2 separate regions of the Lactuca sativa genome follow, and region 1 is linked to region 2. A link is a contact called in public Hi-C data. All regions are on one chromosome and are shown on one strand. Each heading gives the region's core, a stretch centred on a gene start, on an enhancer-like site or on the middle of the called end of the contact. The rest is flanking DNA. Distances are from core to core; before and after follow the strand shown.

What was found. Hi-C and Micro-C count contacts between places; a contact is called where the count stands out from the background.
Region 1: a contact with region 2 is called in a Hi-C map of leaf, with 8 times the contacts expected there. The contact joins the promoter of LOC111890722 here to the promoter of LOC111890773 in region 2. A contact is called at or near these places in 4 of 4 Hi-C or Micro-C datasets (bud, leaf and seed).

What each region holds. Positions count from the first base shown.
Region 1 is chr5:309,194,035-309,199,314 of Lsat_Salinas_v11, forward strand. LOC111890722 (transcription factor PIF3) reads left to right here and starts at 1,672. Exons shown (of 9, transcript XM_023886804.3): 1 at 1,672-1,991; 2 at 2,450-2,627; 3 at 2,706-3,531; 4 at 3,612-3,716; 5 at 3,902-3,967; 6 at 4,249-4,314; 7 at 4,426-4,860; 8 at 4,958-5,042; 9 at 5,125-5,280. The coding sequence starts at 2,548. The coding sequence ends at 5,135.
Region 2 is chr5:308,971,063-308,976,551 of Lsat_Salinas_v11, forward strand. It overlaps LOC111890773, which reads right to left and starts at 3,356. Exons shown (of 3, transcript XR_006183275.1): 1 at 2,390-3,356; 2 at 2,240-2,304; 3 at 837-1,090.

The DNA of each region.
Region 1 (5,280 bases), core at 422-2,921, 220 kb after region 2:
CTTGAGTAAAAAGACATTTATGCCCTCGTGTATAATGCACATGTGGGGTTTAACATCCAAAAACAAACGGCGGTTAACTCCAGGGACCTGTTCCACACACAAACCTCTCAATAAGGACCAAAAATCCAATTTTCAAAAGGTTTGGACCATATCCACAAAAAATGACAAACCACAGGGACCATTTTTGCATTTTTGTCATGAAAGTATGTTGGAAGGATTTTGGGCAGCTTAGAAGCGCGCTTATGTGGGGTTTGTTATCAATTTGGCAAAAGTTGAAGGTACCATACTTTAGTAGGTATTTTATCAAAAAATAAAAATTTAAATTTTAAATCCTAAAATAAAAGAGAATAGAATGTTACTAGAATTGCATGGATTAATGTAATAAGTATGTTTAGGCACTTGTTGAGCTTAAATAATAACATATCGACTATTTTCACAATGTTATCAAAATACAATGCCACGGTAAATGATGTGATGTGAAGACATGATGGAAAGAAAATCTAATTGTCAAACGGTAAATTGTGCCATAGAGAACTTTAAATCTGACACGTCCTAAGACATATTATTAAGACATATTATGTGAAAGTAAATCATAGAGTATTATCACTATTTTAAGTATTCTAGGGATTTAATCATAGATCTTTTCTTCATGGTATTTAACACTTCAAAATAGGACCCTATTATAATTTATAGGGTAAGAAATTGTAATTGTGACTATGTAGAAATAATATAGTTCTCTTACTTAATTGGGAAGGTATCCTTATGGGATTATGTGTTTTTAAGAACCAAAAGTGGATTAACATATCTAGATTCTAGAAATAATATAGTTCTCTTAATTAGAAAGGTATCCTAATGGGATTTGATGTGTTTTTAAGGCCAATGAAATCTTCTTAAACGGATGGGTAAATTGTAGTTATCATATGAACAAATCAACAAATTTTATATCATATATTTATATGTAAAATTATCATATTAACATGAAAAAAACACACTAGCGATGTCCATGTTTAAATTTGAACATTATTTTATTTTTTTATTACTTTTTTTGTTATCGTGCTCTAATTTCTTTGATAAGGGGGTTTATATATATAAAAAAATATATATATTAAGTTCTTCAAATGACAATGCAAACGGTTACTAAGTCATAAATGACAATGCCCCTTTTGGCCATTGATGACTTATAGCATTGGACCAAAGTTTCCATATCCTTTGTCTACTTGGATGTATTAGTCGGCACAACGACTCTTTTAACAATTTGATGTTAGACAGTTCAAACTTCAACATGAGGAGCATTAATTACCAGTTTGACCCCATAATTTATTTTTAAGCTTTTTTTTTTAAATGACAATTCAAAAAATAACTTATAAATAAGCTTTTTAAAAAGTTATATCAACAAGCTTATTGATTTTTTCTTAAATTTCTCCAAATATATCCTTATTTAATTATAAAAAAACCTAATTTTTATATTGTTTATTATTTTATATTATATCAACTAGTTTGTATTATTTTTATCATAGCAGTAGATTTTCAACCCGTAATAATTTTAAAAAATAAATAAAACCTATCCAAATAATGCAAAATATTATTGAATCAAATAAATTAAAATGAAATTAGATAATGTGTTATGTCAAATAATTGTAAATTTTACAAGTGTACAATTTTGGAAGGGAGGCAGCAGTTGTGTTGCAATTTAAAGTGATTCTTCTCTTGGTTACCTCCATATCGTGCAAGCCTTTCGCCGTCTTCTACTATTAATCTATTACCCATTTCCCTTTTCTCCATATGCTTTTACCATTTTCGAGAAATTGACACCCAGTCCGAGCTGGAGATTAAACAACTGTTTCTTCAAGATCAATACTTCAACTAACGCCCATTTCTATTAGCAGCCTCCGTAAACTGGGAAACTTGAAGGCACGATCAAATCAGAAATGACTTACTGAATCAATTGATCCTAATTTGGAGTTTTTTTACTTGAATTTTGTTTTACAGAGGTGGGTTTCTTTATTCTTTAATTATGGTTTTGTTTGTCGATTTGGATAATCAGTTGCGGGTAGTTAATTGCTTTAATTAATTTAATAGTTCATCGTTGAAATTAGAATCTGGATAATCGTTTGTGGGTTTGTTTACTTATGTTTGACTGATGATTAGAGTATGTGTGTGTTTGTACTTTTGCAATTAGAATAAGCTTAATCAGATTGAGTTTCAGGTTTGCTTTATCTTTTAGGGCACCATTAAAGAATAAGTTTGACTAATAGTATTAATTAAGAGTACATTAATTGCGGCTACAATACCATTTTGTCAGATTAAGACTTTACTCTTGAAAAAGGAAAATATATAGAATTGTCAATACAGACATGTCCATATTAGATAAAATAAATTATATATATATGTCAGTAAAAATATACATAAAAAAATAAAATTCCCCTATCTGATGTCATGATAATTGCAGGTGTTTGTTTCATCAAGTGGGTTGAAGCTCTTATTACAGGTTTTGAAGTCTGTGAATGAATTTTGAGAGAATCATTGTGGTGGTATTTCGATCCAAACATGCCACTTTCAGAGTTCTATAGATCTGATAATGAAACGAATGAATCTCCTCAACAAAAACCAACCGATATTTCATATATGTAAGTTTTTACCTTAATTCGAGTTTCCTTTTCATGATATTAACATTAATCGATCTTCATGGGTTATGATAATTGCAGCCCGAATGACGAATTTGTTGAATTGGTATGGGAAAAAGGTCAGATTATGATGCAGGGTCAAACTAGTAAAGCTAGAAAGACACCAGTTTCAAGTAATTTTCTTTTTCATACACCAAAAGTTCAAGAAAAAGAGGGTCTTTTAGATGTACCTATGTCAGAAATGGGATTACATCCAGACGATGATATGGTACCTTGGTTGAATTATCCCCTCGATGATTATTGTTCTGATCTGTTACCCGAGATATCTGGTGTCACAGGAAATGACCATAATACCCTCAATGTACTTGACAAAAGAAGTAGTTATAACCATAGTAATAAAGATTCCCATCTACATAACGTTTCAAGAAGCAGCCATATTCTGGATCCATCTATTAGATCAGTAGTTACAGATATAGGTAGCAGTAATTGTAGAAATAAACCCCAAAATCTTGAAAAAATGGTGCAAAAACAAGATTCACTACTTCCATATTCGTCATCTACCTTGTTGAATTTTTCTCATTTTTCAAGACCAGCTGCAATGGCTAAAGCTAACCTTCTGAATCACGGACCACAAAAGGAAAACGGGTTTCCGGGTCGACCCGGTTTGGATTCTGGCAAAGTGGGTTTGAAACCAATTGAAGAGCCACGTTGTGTTGAAAAGTCTTCTAATATGGTTGTTGATGCAAATGTGGGTAAAGCAGGGGTAGAAACGGAAAAGAGTAATGAGCCTGTTGGTGCTTCTTCTTCTGTTTGCTCCGGGAATAGTGCTGAGAGAGCTTCTAATGATTTGACAAAAAACTGTAAGAGAAAGTCTCATGATACCGAAGATTTTGAGTGCCAAAGTCAAGTATGTCAAATTAATTAATTTAAAAAAAAATATGTTTTGTAATTGTTTGATTGTCTGATTGTATTAAGTGTTTTGATTAGGACGCTGAAGAAGAGTCTTTGGGCACTAAAACAGCTGCTACTTCTAGAGGAGGTTCGGGTTCCAAGAGAAGCCGAGCTGCTGAAGTTCATAATTTATCAGAAAGGGTGAGCAAAATATCTTTCGATGTTGAGGGCATTTACGTCTTTTTGCAAAAAAAATGTGATTTTCCTCATTTTGTAGTCCTAGTACAATGCATACGTGACATGACATCAAGTATTAGTGATTTTTTTTTTCTTGATAAATTTCATGTTAAAATGCACGTAATTTCTCGTTTATGATATTGAAACAGAGGCGAAGGGATAGGATAAATGAAAAGATGCGTGCACTACAAGAACTCATACCAAATTGCAACAAGGTGCATCATTTAATTTTAATCTACTCTTCTTATGAATCCCTTTTTGTTTATATGCGTTACAATTTGAATTTTTATGGAATCTTTATTGGTCAACCACTATATTTTTTACTTAATGCAAAAAAACGACTTAATAGAGAAATTCAGAGAAATTAGGCTTTCCCCATTGAGCCTAATTATTTTTTACAAACTCACCCTCATTTACATTTTCCTTCCATTTGCACACACAAAGATTTACGTTGGTAGTATTTCCAAATTGACATGTCTGATTTTTGAATTAAAAGGTGGATAAAGCATCAATGCTTGATGAGGCAATTGAGTATTTAAAGACACTTCAAATTCAAGTACAGGTAAAATGTTTCTACCTTTCATTTATTTTTTTAATTTTCTTTTTGAATTATTTTAAATGTTACGGTATTTATATTTATACTCTCGGGATTCATATTCCACAACCATCACAGATTATGTCGATGGGAACCGGATTATGCATGCCGCCAATGATGTTCCCAACCGGAATGCAACATATGCATCCTCATTTCTCCCCCATGGGAATCGGAATGGGAATGAGTTACGGGATGGGAATGGGAATGGGGATGGGAATGGGAATGGAGATGAATGGTGGACCTCAAGGACACCCACATATGTTTCCATTCCCGCCAACTACACAAGGGTCACGACACCCTATTCCTGGACTCGATGCCGGTCAAGGGATTCCGATTCCGAGATCTAGCTTTCCGGTTTATGGGCATCCGGGACAAGGGATGCCGATGGTATTCCCTCAATCACCAATGCCGGGGTTTCCTATGAATCCAGCTGTTCGACAGATGGGATCACAAATGGAATCTCCAGTTGTGGCTCCAACCTCAAAAGACCCTATGACACAACTATCTAATCAGGTAATGCACATTTGTTTTACTTAATCTTTGGGTTAAATATTTTACTAACAGACAAACATTTTCCATCGAATTAATCAAATTTTATATGTGATTCCAGTCGCATGTTGCAAACAAGAGTCTTAATCAGTCGACTTTGGTTGACCAAAAAGATGAAGTTCTTGATATCGGATGTAGTACAGCTGGTAAGTTAGTCTCGTTTGAAATTTTGTTATAAAATTAGTTTCAATTTTAGAAAATGATTTAATTGAGTTTGTTATAATGTAGGTGTTGATTGAAGGAACAATAACAATCCATATAGGATCTAAAGTTGTGTTGACTATTTTGGAAGAGACTTGAGTGTTGGGATGAGACGTGTCTTTTTGGGTCGATTTTGATTGGCGGGTCAACCCATGATAGTGATTATTTGGTTCAAGTACAGTT
Region 2 (5,489 bases), core at 2,106-4,605:
TATCTAGGTTTGTCTCCAGCAAATGAAAGTAAATGGTTATTAGCCCATGAATAAAGTAGAAAAACAACAAAAAACGATGTAAATACATGCTTAGATAAGCAAACTAAATGATTAGTGTGTTCTTCATGTCCCCGATCTCTTCAAATCTTGTTCTCCAATCGATCTCTGGCCTCCTTAGGTTTGTAAGGGTTCTTTTGTCACACTTGGTTGCAGAAAATCGTAGCTCTCCTTTCCATAATGATTTAAAATTGTATTTATAGAGTTTCCATAAATTATGCCACCACACCGTGGCATATGTGAAGACGAAAAACATATTTGTAAGAAAGAAGAACGTCGTCATCTTCCAACGGCGTCATCATCTTCATCTTCATTACGGTTTCGCCTGAGAAAACAATAGGTAACGAATCGAATTCACCACCTCTACCGACCAACGGAAAGATCCAAATTTGTTGGTATGACGAACACGTTGCTGCAAACGTTGGCTGCTATTCGGAGGAGAGACTACAACGGCGTTGTATCCCCGATATGTAGCTCATCTGATTTCAAAAACCCTAAAACGACAACGACTCAGTTTGTTTCTTCGTTTTCTAATTTGTTTCTTTGTGACCAAAGAGATGGTCGACGGTGTTTCCGATAAAATGACATTGTGCTTGACGGTGTTTTCCGGCACGAATGGCAGGTGACCGGTAATGGTTTCCTGCAAACATCGGAGAGAGAGAGAGAGAGAGAGAGAGAGAGAGAGAGGTGTTAAAGAGGAAGATGAGGGGTGGAGTAGCATTTTATTTTTGCTTTTTGTTTAATTGTTGCAATAAAAAATAAAATAAAAACAAATCAAAAGGGGTAAATTCATTATTTCATGAATTTTTAAAACTTTTTTGATCAAAACCGCAACAAAAGTTCTATTTTGGACCGGTAGTGCTAGTCCAAAACTTTTTAAAACAAAATGACAATTTTTTACAATTTAGTCAATTATTATATTTGCAATTATGGCTCTTATTTACTCCACATCGACTACTTTCCTGCAAACTTGCAGAAAATCTGATCCATCCACATTGACATATTTTTGCAATTAATGCTTCTGATGTCCTTCCTGGATCACCAACAGGAAACAACATACTGAGTCGGACATATAACGAGTTAAAGAGATTGGCAAAAAGAAATAAAGAACAAATAGGATGATAAGAAAGGGAAGGAAGAGATTGGACAAAGAAACCGAAGATAGGAGTTTTGTTCCAGTTGACAATGGTATTCATTCCAAATCATACCCAACTTCCCATTTTCCTTCATTTTTTTAAAACTTCCCCTTTTCCTACATTTTAGTTTTGATTTATACACTTTAGTTGAGTTTGATTCTGATTTTTTTGTTTTTGAGAAATATGAATTTTGTTAGGATTTAGTTATGCTCCTTGAACATGGAAATGAAATAAATGAAGAAAAACTGAGGGGAAACGGTCATTTTGGTATATTTAACAGCTAAGTTATTAAAATTGACAACCTAAGGACCAAAAATGTTATAAAACATTTCAATAAGAATCATAATTACAAATAAATAATAACTGGACCTGATCCAAACACACATCACAGGGACCAAAATTGTAATTTAGTCTATTCTATACATATTTATAAACTTTTGAGTAAATTACAAAAATTGTCCTTGAGTAGTTGAGCAAATAGCAACTTGCTTACATTTCACTATCAATATGGGTAACATACTCTATTTGTTACATACTTCTATTATCAACAAAAATATCAAGCTGAGTTGCTATTATTATAGCTAAAGAATTGTACATACATTACTATTATGTGACATGTGTAAAGAAATGTAATTTAGTTGCCTGCTATTAAAAAACAAGTGTGATACTATTATGAGTAAAAAAATGTAACTACATTTCCATTAAGGGTAAAAACACAATACATTGTCTATATTAGTAAAAAGATTGAAGTATGTTTCTAGAAAACTCTAATTTGGGCTTTTAAAAAGCAGAACTTCAACTGGAGGTATAAAGAACACTAGCAACAAACACTCCAACCTTTGATCAGAAAGAGATGTTGCACATAGCTCACTTTGACAATGCATAATACTAAAATAAGAATGTTGTGGTATAAACATACAATCTTGGAAAAAAGATTCAATTCACTGCATGCAAAAGCCAGATTTACAAGTAAATAAAAAAACCATCATCTCTAACTTTGGATAAAACAAACACTTTGGGGGATTAAATTTTCAGAGAGAATATACCATTTATCAAAATGAGTTACTGAACCATAAGAAAGATCTCACCTTGCACCAAATACAGAAACCACCTGTTAAATCAAGAAGCTACAATGTAAGATGAAGATCAACTACAAAAATATTATCACAGAAACCATTATGCTCAAGCTACTTTACCAGAAGCCAATGCTAAGGTTGCAAACCAATATTCTCCTGTATAGCATGATTATTCTTGGGTAATTGTTCTTGATCTACTACTAATATTGAATCATTCTTTTGCCCTAAATCTTCATTACGATTATACACTGCCCTCATCTTATTCTGCACTTCAGACAAGGCGATTCCATCAGCATTCTCTTTTAATACCACAGACTTGAAAGCTTCAGACACCTGATTTGCAGCAACTAGTTTGTTGTTGTTGTTGTTGTTGTTGTTGTTGTTGTTGTTAATTCGAACATCCATCATAGGCATCGACACAACTTTGTTACCATTGATGTTTTTCTTCTTTTCGTTTTCCATTAGGTACACAACATGATCAAGAGCCTCCCTGGCTCTCTTCCTCGTGTACGAAGCTTCCTTCGCTCTCCTCTCGGCTTCTGCAACTGCCACCACCTCTGCTTTACTCATTGACAAAGATGATATCTCCGCAGCAGTTACCAGCAGTCTCGCAGCATCATTATCCATCCCCCCATTTCCATCGGTTCTTTTGGGATCGAAAACAAGTCGGCTAGGGTTTAAGCAAGTGGCGCAAGGGGAGGGGGAAGGGGAAGGGGCACGTGAAGAGGGAGTAGGTGCGGAAATGGGAGGGGAGACGCAGGTAGGGTGGGCGGAAGAGTAGCATTTGTTGCAAACGACAGCGTGTTCGGGGGGTGAACGGTCGTAAACAATGAAACAGGTGGGGCAGAAATACTGGGAGTGGAGACGGAGGACACAAGTGGTGCAGAGACGGCGAAAGTTACCTCCGCGACGGACGTGGTGCAGGATTTTCCGATCTAGGAAACCGCAGTGGCCGCAGACGGTGTTTGTTGTGGGATTGTTAGCTTTCATCATGATTTCCTGATCAATCATGAACCCAAAGAAATGAGATTTTTAGGGTTTACGTTACAAGATAATCGGAGAAGGAGGGGGACGGGTTTTTTTTTTTTACTTTGACTAACAAACAGTAACGAAGTTCGGTGCGGTTTTTGGATAAAATTAAACTGAAAACCTCAACTTCGGTTTTTGGAAATATGACTTACGAAGGTAATTAACTTTTCGGTATGTTCACATCTGGGTAACTATCTTTTTTTTGTACAAATTTAGGTAACAAACTTGTTGGAAGTGTTCACATATAACCATTATGACCTGCTATAGCAGGTTAAATCCTAAATGTGAACAGTTTCAACAAGTTCGTTACCTAGATGTGTACAAAAAAAAATAGTTACTCAAATATGAACAAAACGAAAAGTAAAAATTAAATTACACGAATGGTCCCTGTGGTTTAGGGGAATTTGTGTTTTTGGTCCTTAACTTATTTTTTTTAACTTGGATGGTCCATACTGTTTATTTTTGTTGCGTGTTTGGTTCCTGTCTTACCTAATGAGACTATTGTGCCTTATTAATTTATTTTTTAATTAATTTTCTTATTTATGTATTTATTTTTTGTATATTTAAAAAAATTAATAGACCACCCTACTGTTTATTTTTTAAGTAATTTATTTTTTTTAACTCGGATGGTCCCTACTGTTTATTTTTGTTACACGTTTGGTTCATGTCTTACCTAAAAAGACTATTTTGACCTTATTAATTGTTTTTAATTAATTTTCTTATTTATATATTTATTTTTTATATATTTACAAAAATTAATATACCCCACATATCTGTATCTCCTCACCGTAATCCTGAAACCACATTTGAGAAATTTAATTTGAGTCTTACCGGTCACCATCTCATCTCTCATCCTCCCAAACTTCTATTTCTTTTCCATCTTTAGTAACATCGACGTCTTCACCATCCTTCTTTTTTTGGTATTTCAACTCTAGCGAACCAATAAATTAATAAGGGCACAATAGTCTTTTTAGGTAAGACAGGAACCAAACGCGCAACAAAAATAAACAGTAGAGACCATCCAAGTTAAAAAAAATAAGTTAGGGACCAAAAATACAAATTCTCCCAAACCACAGGGACCATTCGTGCAATTTAATTTTTACTTTTCGTTTTGTTCATATTTAGGTAACTATTTTTTTTTGTACACATCTAGGTAACGAACTTGTTGAAAGCGTTTATATTTAGGATTTAACCTGCTATAGCAGGTCATAATGGTTATATGTGAACACTTCCAACAAGTTTGTTACCTAAATATGTACAAAAAAAATATAGTTACCCAGATGTGAACACTTCCAAAAAGTTAGTTACCTTCATAAGTCATATTCCCTCGGTTTTTTGAAGTTTAGAAACCGCACCGTTTGGTTTTTTGCGGTTCGGTTTTTTCTTTACGGTTTTTTGTCAATTTTTTTATTTGTTTTTTGTTTTGTCTTTTTACTAAAACTCAGGTAACTCAATGGGTTACTTTGACTCGGATGAGAAGTGTCAATTATTTTTTGAGAAATTTTACGTAGAGACGAGGAGCGCCAAATTTTTCATCCCCAATAATGTGCGACTCCTCAAAGATGTGTGTTAAAAGTCATAGACTTGACTCTATTATATGAAATGTGAGAATAGTGAAAGTTTTATCTCAAATGCGAAGAGGGATGCTCTTATAAGACTGACAAAATTAAAACCCAAATGATATCTTGGAGATGTACAGAAACCACTACCTCTTGGATTGAAATCAAATAACATAATCACTCATCCAACAAGCTTTTAATGCTTGAATATAATACAAATTAAATATAATATTTGTTTCATAGGTACATGCAATAATATCAATTAATGTATTTATAAAAATTATATTATCATCACTAGTTCTCTTAATATTAAAATGTTAAAAAGTATAATAAACGTTATTTGTTTTTATAAATATCATTATATGTATGTTTAAAAATATACAGTCATCCTCTGATAATATAGATATTTATATTTATAGAAATTTTAATTGTCATGGGTTCTTTATTCTTACAAATATTAACACTTAATATATATATATATATATATATATATATATATATATATATATATATATATATATATATATATTCGATGCGGTTCGGTTTTCTGCAGTTTTTGCAAGACTAGAAACCGCACCGCACCGAACATTTTTGGTTTTTGCAAAACTAAAAACCGCACCATCGGTTTTCAT